Regions from separate parts of the Mus musculus genome. Here region 1 is linked to region 2. The links are chromatin contacts, called in public Hi-C maps. All regions are on one chromosome and are shown on one strand. The core of a region is the stretch at or near the end of the contact, and the rest is flanking DNA. Distances in the headings are between cores, read along the strand shown. Region 1 has its middle 19 kb from the start of Mtss1. Region 2 overlaps Mtss1 (MTSS I-BAR domain containing 1).

The links. Hi-C and Micro-C count contacts between places; a contact is called where the count stands out from the background.
Region 1: a contact with region 2 is called in a Hi-C map of bone marrow-derived macrophages, with 33 read pairs. A contact is called at or near these places in 18 of 484 Hi-C or Micro-C datasets (B cells, CD4 T cells, bone marrow-derived macrophages and 10 more), 6 of 130 datasets of targeted methods (the HPC-7 cell line, embryonic stem cells, heart atrium and 3 more) and 4 of 9 other capture datasets (adipose tissue, embryonic stem cells, liver and 1 more).

What each region holds. Positions count from the first base shown.
Region 1 is chr15:59,099,293-59,103,718 of GRCm38.p6, reverse strand. No RefSeq gene overlaps it. Among named protein-coding and RNA genes, the nearest start is that of Mtss1, 19 kb to the right of the region's middle.
Region 2 is chr15:58,973,963-58,978,146 of GRCm38.p6, reverse strand. The region is part of intron 3 of Mtss1 (MTSS I-BAR domain containing 1); the gene reads left to right. Among named protein-coding and RNA genes, the nearest start is that of Gm41330, 18 kb to the left of the region's middle.

The DNA of each region.
Region 1 (4,426 bases), core at 1,124-3,623, 130 kb before region 2:
CCTTCTCCTCCTCCTCCTCCTTCTCCTCGAACCAATGAACAGCACTCTTTTCATTTAACAGCACATCCAAACCCAGTTAAGAACACTATTAGGCACCAGGCAGAAATGAACAAAAGCCAGATGAAACAGAGTAAATGATAACCCTGTGTTGTATGTAGCCTTTCTCAGCTCATGACCCTGGGTGAATGAAACCAGGGGACTAAATTCAAGTAGATTCCCAAGTGCTTGGGAGTCTATAGCAGATCCTGAGTGAGTTGACAGAAGCCATCAGAGCAATCAGTGGGTCATCAGTAAGAGCAGCATCTAACACTCCACCTGAGGGTCCTCTTTGAAGGTAGACTGACCCTTCTACAGGGGTTGCCTAAGACCATCAGAAAATCAGATATTTACATTACAATGAATAGCAGTAGCAAAATTACAGTTATGAAGTAGCAATGAAAATGATTTTATGGTTGGGTTTCACCACAACACGAGGAACTGGATTAAAAGGTCGCAGCATTAGGAAGGCTGAGAACCACTAATGTAGAGCCTCTGTTGGGTGGCACTGTAAGAGAGACATCAAGGCAAGCTACAGGATTCAGTGTGACAAAGTGCCCATGGTTGTGTCCCTACACAAATGATGCCATTGGCCTCAGTCTGCAGCGGCCCAGACTCTCGACTGAAAGGGTAGAGTCCTGGATCCATTACACCATGATAAGGTTGGACAAATGACTCACGATTTCAGTTCCCTCGTCTGTGGACAGTGGGGACTGATGGCATCTGACCTCATGGGTTAGACAAAGGCACATAAGAACTATAGGGACACACCAGGACAGAGATTAGCTGCTGAGTTTTTTCCATCATGGTGGTGGGTTCTGTTCTTACTGCAGCCCTGAACTAGTAATGCTGTCATTGGGACAGGAAGGACAGAGCTGTGTCAACAAAACTGCTGAGAAGGCCAGAGCTGCAGCTTTATTTGGACTTGGACCCAGGCCCTAGGTCCTGATCTAGCCTCTTTCCCTAGGCCCATTGGAATCTACTGGAAACACAACTCCATTGGGGCACAAACCCAAATATAAAGCAACGTGCCACTCAAACACATCAGTGCCTTTTACTCAGCCAAGGAGAACAGGGCTCGCAGAAGCAACAGGCCAGCAGGATCTGCAGTGGAACAGACAGGCAGGCCCTTCACCCCGCCGTCATAGCTTTCTGACCTTCAGCAAATGACTTGGCTTCTTTTAATCTGGCAAGAAGTGTTTCATGATAAAACAAAACAAAACAAAACATCTAAGGCTTCATATGAAGACTGGATGCTCAAAAAACATTAGCCATTCTTGTGGCTACTCTTGCCTAATCTCTAGCTCAGTCTACTGTGCACATTTGTTAGCTGTTATGCTTTGGTTATAAAGTCTCTCTCCAAAAGGCTCATGTGTTAAGAGTCCCCACTCATGTAAAGAGATGGGACTTAGGGGGAGTGATATGATCGCAAGGTCTCTTACATCAGTGGGTTGCACCATTCATTGATGGATTCACAATCTGGTTGGCTTTATTGGGGAGGCAGTAGAAAGCTGGAGGTGGCACCTTGTAACAGGCCCGCAGACCTTCCTTAGCACAACTGAGTCCACGATGGAAGTACCACTCAGGCCACAGAACTCAGCATGTAGACAGCACCACCTGCCAAAACTAAAGCAAAGAACCAAAGTCTTAGTTCTAAGAAAGTCTCTAAGTGTACTAACCTTGCTTTTTGGCTTTTGTAGTTCTGTTTTTTGGCTAACCATTCTTGCTAACTGAAACATGTCAGCCCAGGGTATGGGTTTTGTGCTTAAAAGCTCATCCTGCGAAGGCTTGGAACTACACTGGGATTCCAAACACCCAATGTAACCACCAGCTGGCTAGTTTTTTGTTTGTTTGTTTGTTTGTTTGTTTTTTGTTTGTTTGTTTGTTGTTTTTTTTTTTTTTTTTTTTTTTTTTTGGTTTTCAAGACAGGGTTTCTCTGTGTAGCCTTGGCTGTCCTGGAACTCACTCTGTTGACCAGGCTGGCCTCGAACTCAGAAATCTGCCTGCCTCTGCCTCCCAAGTGCTGGGATTAAAGGCGTGCGCCACCACTGCCCGGCTCTAATATTTCTTTCTATTGGCTTAAACATGCGTCTGAGCAGTCTTCTCTGTGGATGCCCCGCCACAGCCTCACTGGAGGAAGCCTTCCAGCGGGTGTGTGGTACTCTGAGGGCTGTGCCCAGTTCCTGCCTCCTTACTTGCTCCACCATGAGATGAGCAGGTCTCCTTTGACATGTCCTTCCGCCATGATGTTTTTACCTTACCACAGGCAGAGACTGAGATCTCTAAAACTATGAGCTGAAGTTAGTCTTTTTTCCTTTTAAGTTGTTGCTTCAGCTGTTCTGTGGTGAAAAGCTAACTGGTAAATGAATCCCTCAGTTCCAATTGTTTACTTCCTCGTGGGTGTGGTCAGGGATGCGTGAAGTAAGATGAAGTTCACCACGGTCTTACAGTTTAGCTCAGGCGAGGTGGCTGAGATTCTCTTTCTGTTGGTGTGTTTCTTGTTTGCACCAAGCAACTGCTGAGACAGTCTCCTCAGAATCTTCCTGAAGTAAACTGAAGGCATGTCACTGCCTTTAAAGGAACCAGACATGACCCCCTCAACAAAAGGGCGGACCGCTTATAAAAGAAAACATTAATCACGCATTTTATTTACAGAGGCAACATGACAACAGCATTAGGTAATGTTTAATAGCAGCTTTATTGCCATGTAATTTACCACCCTTCTACAGAGGACACTTCGATAGTCTGTAGTCACTGAGTCCTGCAACTGTCACCATCAAACTCAAGAGTATTTTTATACTTCCTCAAGAAGAGTGTCCATCAGCAGTCATTCCCTATTGCCCCCCCCCCTGCAACTCTAACATCTCAGCCTGCTCTAAGGAATTATGAAGCTGCTTTCTGCCTCTAGATTTGCCTTTTCTGGACAATTCATATAAAGGGAGGCATAGTCCACCTGGCATTTGGTGTTTGGCTCCTCTTCTTATAGTAGAATGTTTTCAGGATTGATCTAGGTAGTAGCAGGAAGTAATGTTTAGTTCATTTAATGGCTGAATTATATTCTGCTGTAGGCAACTAATAGTTTGTTCATTCATTTGTCAACTGGTGGACATTTTTAGCTATTACAAATAACGCTGAGATATATATATATATATGTATTAGTCAGGGTTCTCTAGAGTCACAGAACTTATGGATAGTCTCTAGATAATAAAGGAATTTATTGATGACTTACAGTCGGCAGCCCAATTCCCAACAATTGTTCAGTCGCAGCTGTGAATGGAAGTCCAAGGATCTAGCAGTTACTCAGTCTCACGCAGCAAGCAGGCGAAGGAGCAAGAGCTCGAGCTAGACTCCCTTCTTCCAATGTCCTTATATTGTCTCCAGCAGAAGGTGTAGCCCAGATTAAAGGTGTGTCCCACCACACCTTTAATCCCAGATGAAAGGCGTAGCCCAGATTAAAGGTGTGTTCCTTAAACTCGGAGATTCAATCTTCTGGAATCCATAGCCACTATGGCTTAAGATCTTCAAACCAAGATCCAGATAAGGATCTCCAAGCCTCCAGATAAGGGTCACTGGTGAGCCTTCCAATTCCGAATTGTAGTTCATTCCAAATATTGTCAAGTTGACAACCAGGAATAGCCACTACAATATATATATATATATATATATATATATATATCCATGTGTGAACTTCTGTGTGTCCAGTTCTTTGGGGACATAGATGAAACATTAGGGCTGCTTATGTTGTCTACTGGAATAACTGTCATGGATAATTAATTTGGTGCATATCTACCATTAATGGTGCGGTTACTGGCTAGAACCACAATGAACTGAGCACGGAGCACTTTAGGACATCACACAGTTGTCATTCTGTGCTCAGCCCTTTGAGAGAGTGCCATGCTGTTTTCCAAAGGCTGTGACACTTTTGTTCTTCCCTCGAACACACAGGCACTCCAGCTTCTTACCCAGCACCTTTGTCAATATGTATTACTGCCTGTCCTCTTGATCATAGCTCTCCTGGTGGCTAGCCAGCGGGTCTTGAAAGAGAAAAACTAATTTCACAATTGCTTCTTTGCAGTGATTAGAGCCGTGCCTGGCGCACAGGAGATGGTCTGTCTGTATGTGACTGTTATGTAAAGGAGAAAATACATTTGTCATCTCAGTGTAAGCATTTCCGTTTTATCTCGTCCCTGTATAGACCACCTATACACGGTTATAGCTCTATTTACATATATATTTGCCTTCACCATCATTAACATTTAAAATACCCTGATGTTTCCACAGAGCCTTCATAATTATTATTGGCTTGGCTCACCTAATAGGCCCCATAGTGGAAGCAGAATAAACCAGTGGATGGTTGGCTTCCTCTAATGTTAAATACTAGAACTATATT
Region 2 (4,184 bases), core at 1,092-3,591:
ACGACTGTTGTTCAGTAGCTGGCATGCAAGATACAGAAGTCTTGGGAGGATGGTGTAAAGATCAAGATTTGCTTCTTCGACAAGATAAGTGGAGTGTTCAGAAAGATATGATTAGATCAAGTTCCTTTCGGAAACATTTGCCATCAAAGTATGCATGAGGTAATACTTGAAGGGGGATGAGTGGTCCGAGGGCACAGCTCAGCAGCAGAGAGCTTAAAAAGCATACATGAGGGCCAGGGGTTCTATTACACACACACACACACACACACACACACACACACACACACACACACACACACACACAGGGGAGAGGCACAGAAAAGGTGTAAAAGTTTACATTACTCCAGATGTTTTGTAAGAAACACAAATTAGAAGTTATAGCTGATATTAGGGTGTGAGAGAGTCTGAATAACATTGAAACACCAGTAGTCAGCATACTGCCTTAAAGAATACAGCTGTCAGCATTTGAATGGAAACAAGTCAGACCCTTGTGGATGCCATCCCACCTAGTGGGAGGGAGGGGCTCTGAAGCGCATCATCCTTCTGTAGTGAGTCTCTTCTGACTTAGATCCTGCCCACCATGGACTCCTGTGTCCCTTTCATGATTGTTCGGTCTTTCCCCGTATTTTGTTCTGCATTACATCAGCAGTAGAGAATGCCGGCCATGTGCTTTTAAGTCCGTGTTTCTTTAATGACAAGTGGATCGTTTGCTTCATTGCAGGATGCGCGTTACCTTGCTTCCGTTCTTTTGCTGGCTTACTGGCTTCCATGGCTTTGGTGGTGACAGATTATGGGATGGACACTTCAGGCTGTCTAGGGGGAGGCGGGCGAGTACACCTATCATCTCATGGAGAGACCCAGGGCTTGGTGAAACATCCCCTTAATGCTCAGAGCATAAGAGTGAGCATTTAGAAGAGTGACCGTTTAGAACTGGGAATGCTTACGTACACATGAAAAGCCCTGAGCGATTCCCAGACTGATGGGGTCCCAACATTTGTGAAGTGGATGCAAGATTAGGAGTTCAAGGTCACCCTTGATTACTTAGCAAGCTTGAGTCTAGCCTAGGCTACAAAAGATGATGTTTTAAAAGAAAAGATGGGTGGGAGACTGCTCTGAGCTGTAAACAATAATCCTGTCCAGAGGAGAGAGATTGTGCCCTGCAGAGCTGCCCTGTGCCGAGTCCCGCTTCTGGGAGGTTCCTGAGACTATCATTCTCCCGTCCAGCAGGCTCCTAATTAGCCTTCCAACCGCAGGAGCCTCTGGCAGGACAGCCACAACACACAGTAACTTACACTTTGGCCAGAGCACTTCCTAATTCTATTCCTCAGCTCTTCCCAGAATCCAGCCTGACAAACCCGCTTTCAGTCTGTGCCTGCCACCTGCCCACACTGCAGGCCCAGGCCTCCTGCCCATACAGCCCCTGCTGTGCTGGGGGATGGAGCCGCCTGCAAATGAGGCAGCTTGGAGGGATGCGACAATGCCACTTGATAGACAGCCACCTTCCTAGTGGCCTTAGCCACGTGGGCTACTGTTTAGAGGAAGGAACAGTGGTTCCTGGCCTTTGCCCTCCGGGCTTCCTTCCCACCCTCTGAGAAGAAGTCATAAACAATTTGTATTCTGTCCGTGATGCTAAATGCCCCTCTTTGTCCTCAGTGGGGATGTTTGCCACTTGTCATAGCCGGAAGAAGTCTCCTGATAATCAGTCAAACAAAGAAGGGTTTGGGTCTCTGTTCTGTTCGGCTGCTGTGTGGCTTATTAGCAAGCCCAGCTGAGGTGCATTGAAGGTGCCTTCATCCTAGGGTTGCTCTGTGTGTGTGTGTGTGTGTGTGTGAGAGAGAGAGAGAGAGAGAGAGAGAGAGAGAGAGAGAGAGAGAGAATTTGAGTTTAAGTTCGTATGTGTGAGTGTGTGCCTTGGTCTGTTGTGGGTGTGGTGGCACTGCTTTTAATCCCCTCTAAGGATAAGGAGCTCATTGGTCAGCCTCCTGGTTCAGTGAAAGACCTTATGTCAAAAAATTAAAAAAAAATAATACAGAAAACAAATTGAGAAAGATGCAAGTCTCTTGTGTTCACACACGTATCCCTAAGGAATAAAGCAAACAAACAAACAAACAACCCAAATGAATTGTTGGTCCAGCCTCCAAATAACAAATATTCCCTCATTCAAGAAGTAAGGTCTTGTCCACCCTTGCAGGGTGGCCAGGTGTCTAAACCAGCCATGTGTAATGCCATAAATCCTCCCATTGTCAGGTTGGCCCTCTTCCAGATGTCTCCTCTGACTCTGTAGCTCCAGCCAGTTTCCTCCAATTCAAACCTGCTGAGGTCAGGAAAGCATCAGCTGTTGCTAAGCACTTAACAGAAAGGTCTGTTTTTAGGGTGACCCACACATGCCAGTATCAGCAACACTGGGTTATGGGGTCCATAGGGAATGTCCTCTGCCTCCTGCCCCTGTGCCAGTTACACAGATACTGCTGGTAGGAAGTTTTCTTAATGTCTTTTCATTTCCTGGCCTCTCTGTGGCTCCCTGTGCTGAGGCACAGTGGTGGGCACAGGCGTTACGTTCAGAAACTGCATGGAATCGGCCCATAGCTTGATTGCTTCTGTTAGGCACTGAAATAGTAGGACAGAAAAGATGGAAAAATGGAGCGCAGGGCCTGGCTGTCAGCACGGTCCTTTCCAACCCCTCATCTCTCCTCAAGGACACGGAAGTGGCAGTGGCGGTTGGCCCTGAGGAAGAGAGTCACACCACCTGGCTCTCTGCACTCCCATTTAGCACCTCGTAGACTTCTAGACTCAAGAACCAAACTCTCAGAGCCGGCTGAACAAACACCACCCCCTACAGTAGCTGTTAGATGAGGACTTCGGGCGTCCTCTGGGCCCTGCCGTCTTTTTAGTTGTCGACTATCTGAAGTATCACATAGCTGACTACAGCTGAATGCACATACCCGGACGATTCCTCCTGCTTCAGTGGCATTAACTAATCCTGTAACCTTGGGCAGGTTGTTTAAAGTACTTACTTCTCCCGTCTCCGAAATGGGCACCGCAGTGTTGTCAACACAACTGAGAATATTGTGAGGACTGACTGATTTAATATGTGAAAAGTACTTAGACGCTCTAAGCAGCACCCAAGTGACACATAATTCTATTTTTAAATAGCTGTATCCTATTCGGTTGGGTGTCTGTGCCCCACGGTTCATTTAACTAGATGATTATAATGGGATTTGTGAGGTGGTAAACATTTCCATCATTGTCCTCCCAGGTAAGGATTCGCCGTTTTTCTTCATTATTTCCTCAGATTAAGTTCTTAGTATATGAGTTGCTGGGTCCAGGAGAGGATGCTATTTTTAGGGCCTTTCTTGATAGCTGCTGATTTCCCCCCAGGAAAGCCTTAGTCTGCCTTCCTTGCAGCGGGGAATAAGCGGGCCAATATCCTGTGTAGTCACGTTATTAACTTTTAATCAAATGAAGGAGCAGGGAAAAGAGATCTTTTCCTGGGGGATAAAGCGGTCCTCATTCCTCACCTTTGTTCACAAGGAATAAAAAAAAAAAAAAAAAAAACACGCTAAAAACAGGCAGATAGGAAGACAGCTGGAGTATGTGAGAATAGCGCCCTCTCGTGGTAATCCCTGGGAAGGCACAAACACTTTGTAGAATGCCAGGTGGTTTTGTTTGTTTGTTTGTATTTTTGTCTGTTTTTTTTTTTTCCCCGGGGGTGCGGTAGGGTGGAGTGGGGATGGGTGACGGGTTGAATGTATCTGACACTGGACTTGAACTTGCTATATAGTTGAAGAAGACTGAATTTTTGACTCTCTAGCATCTATCTCTTGAGTGTGAGGAGTATAGGTGTGTGCTACTATGGTCGTTTCATGGCGCCCAAATGTGTCATAACATGCTAGGCAAGCACTTTCCTGACCGGCCTCCATCCTCAGCAACCCAAGGCACTAGTTAGATGTCAGACCAGCCTTGGGTTCACATTTGGGTTTTTTGCTGCAGCTTTTACAGCAACGGTTAGCAGGGAAGTGTAACTTTTATTCTTCTGGGAAAATCTGGAGGTAATTTTCAGTACTCAAGTCTGAGTATTGGATGGGGGTCCTGCTACTGACTCTGTGTGGGCCCAGACCTACATGTTGTTGACTGAATGGACTGGGTGAGCTCCCTGAAAATGTAGCCTCGTGTGTGTGTGTGTG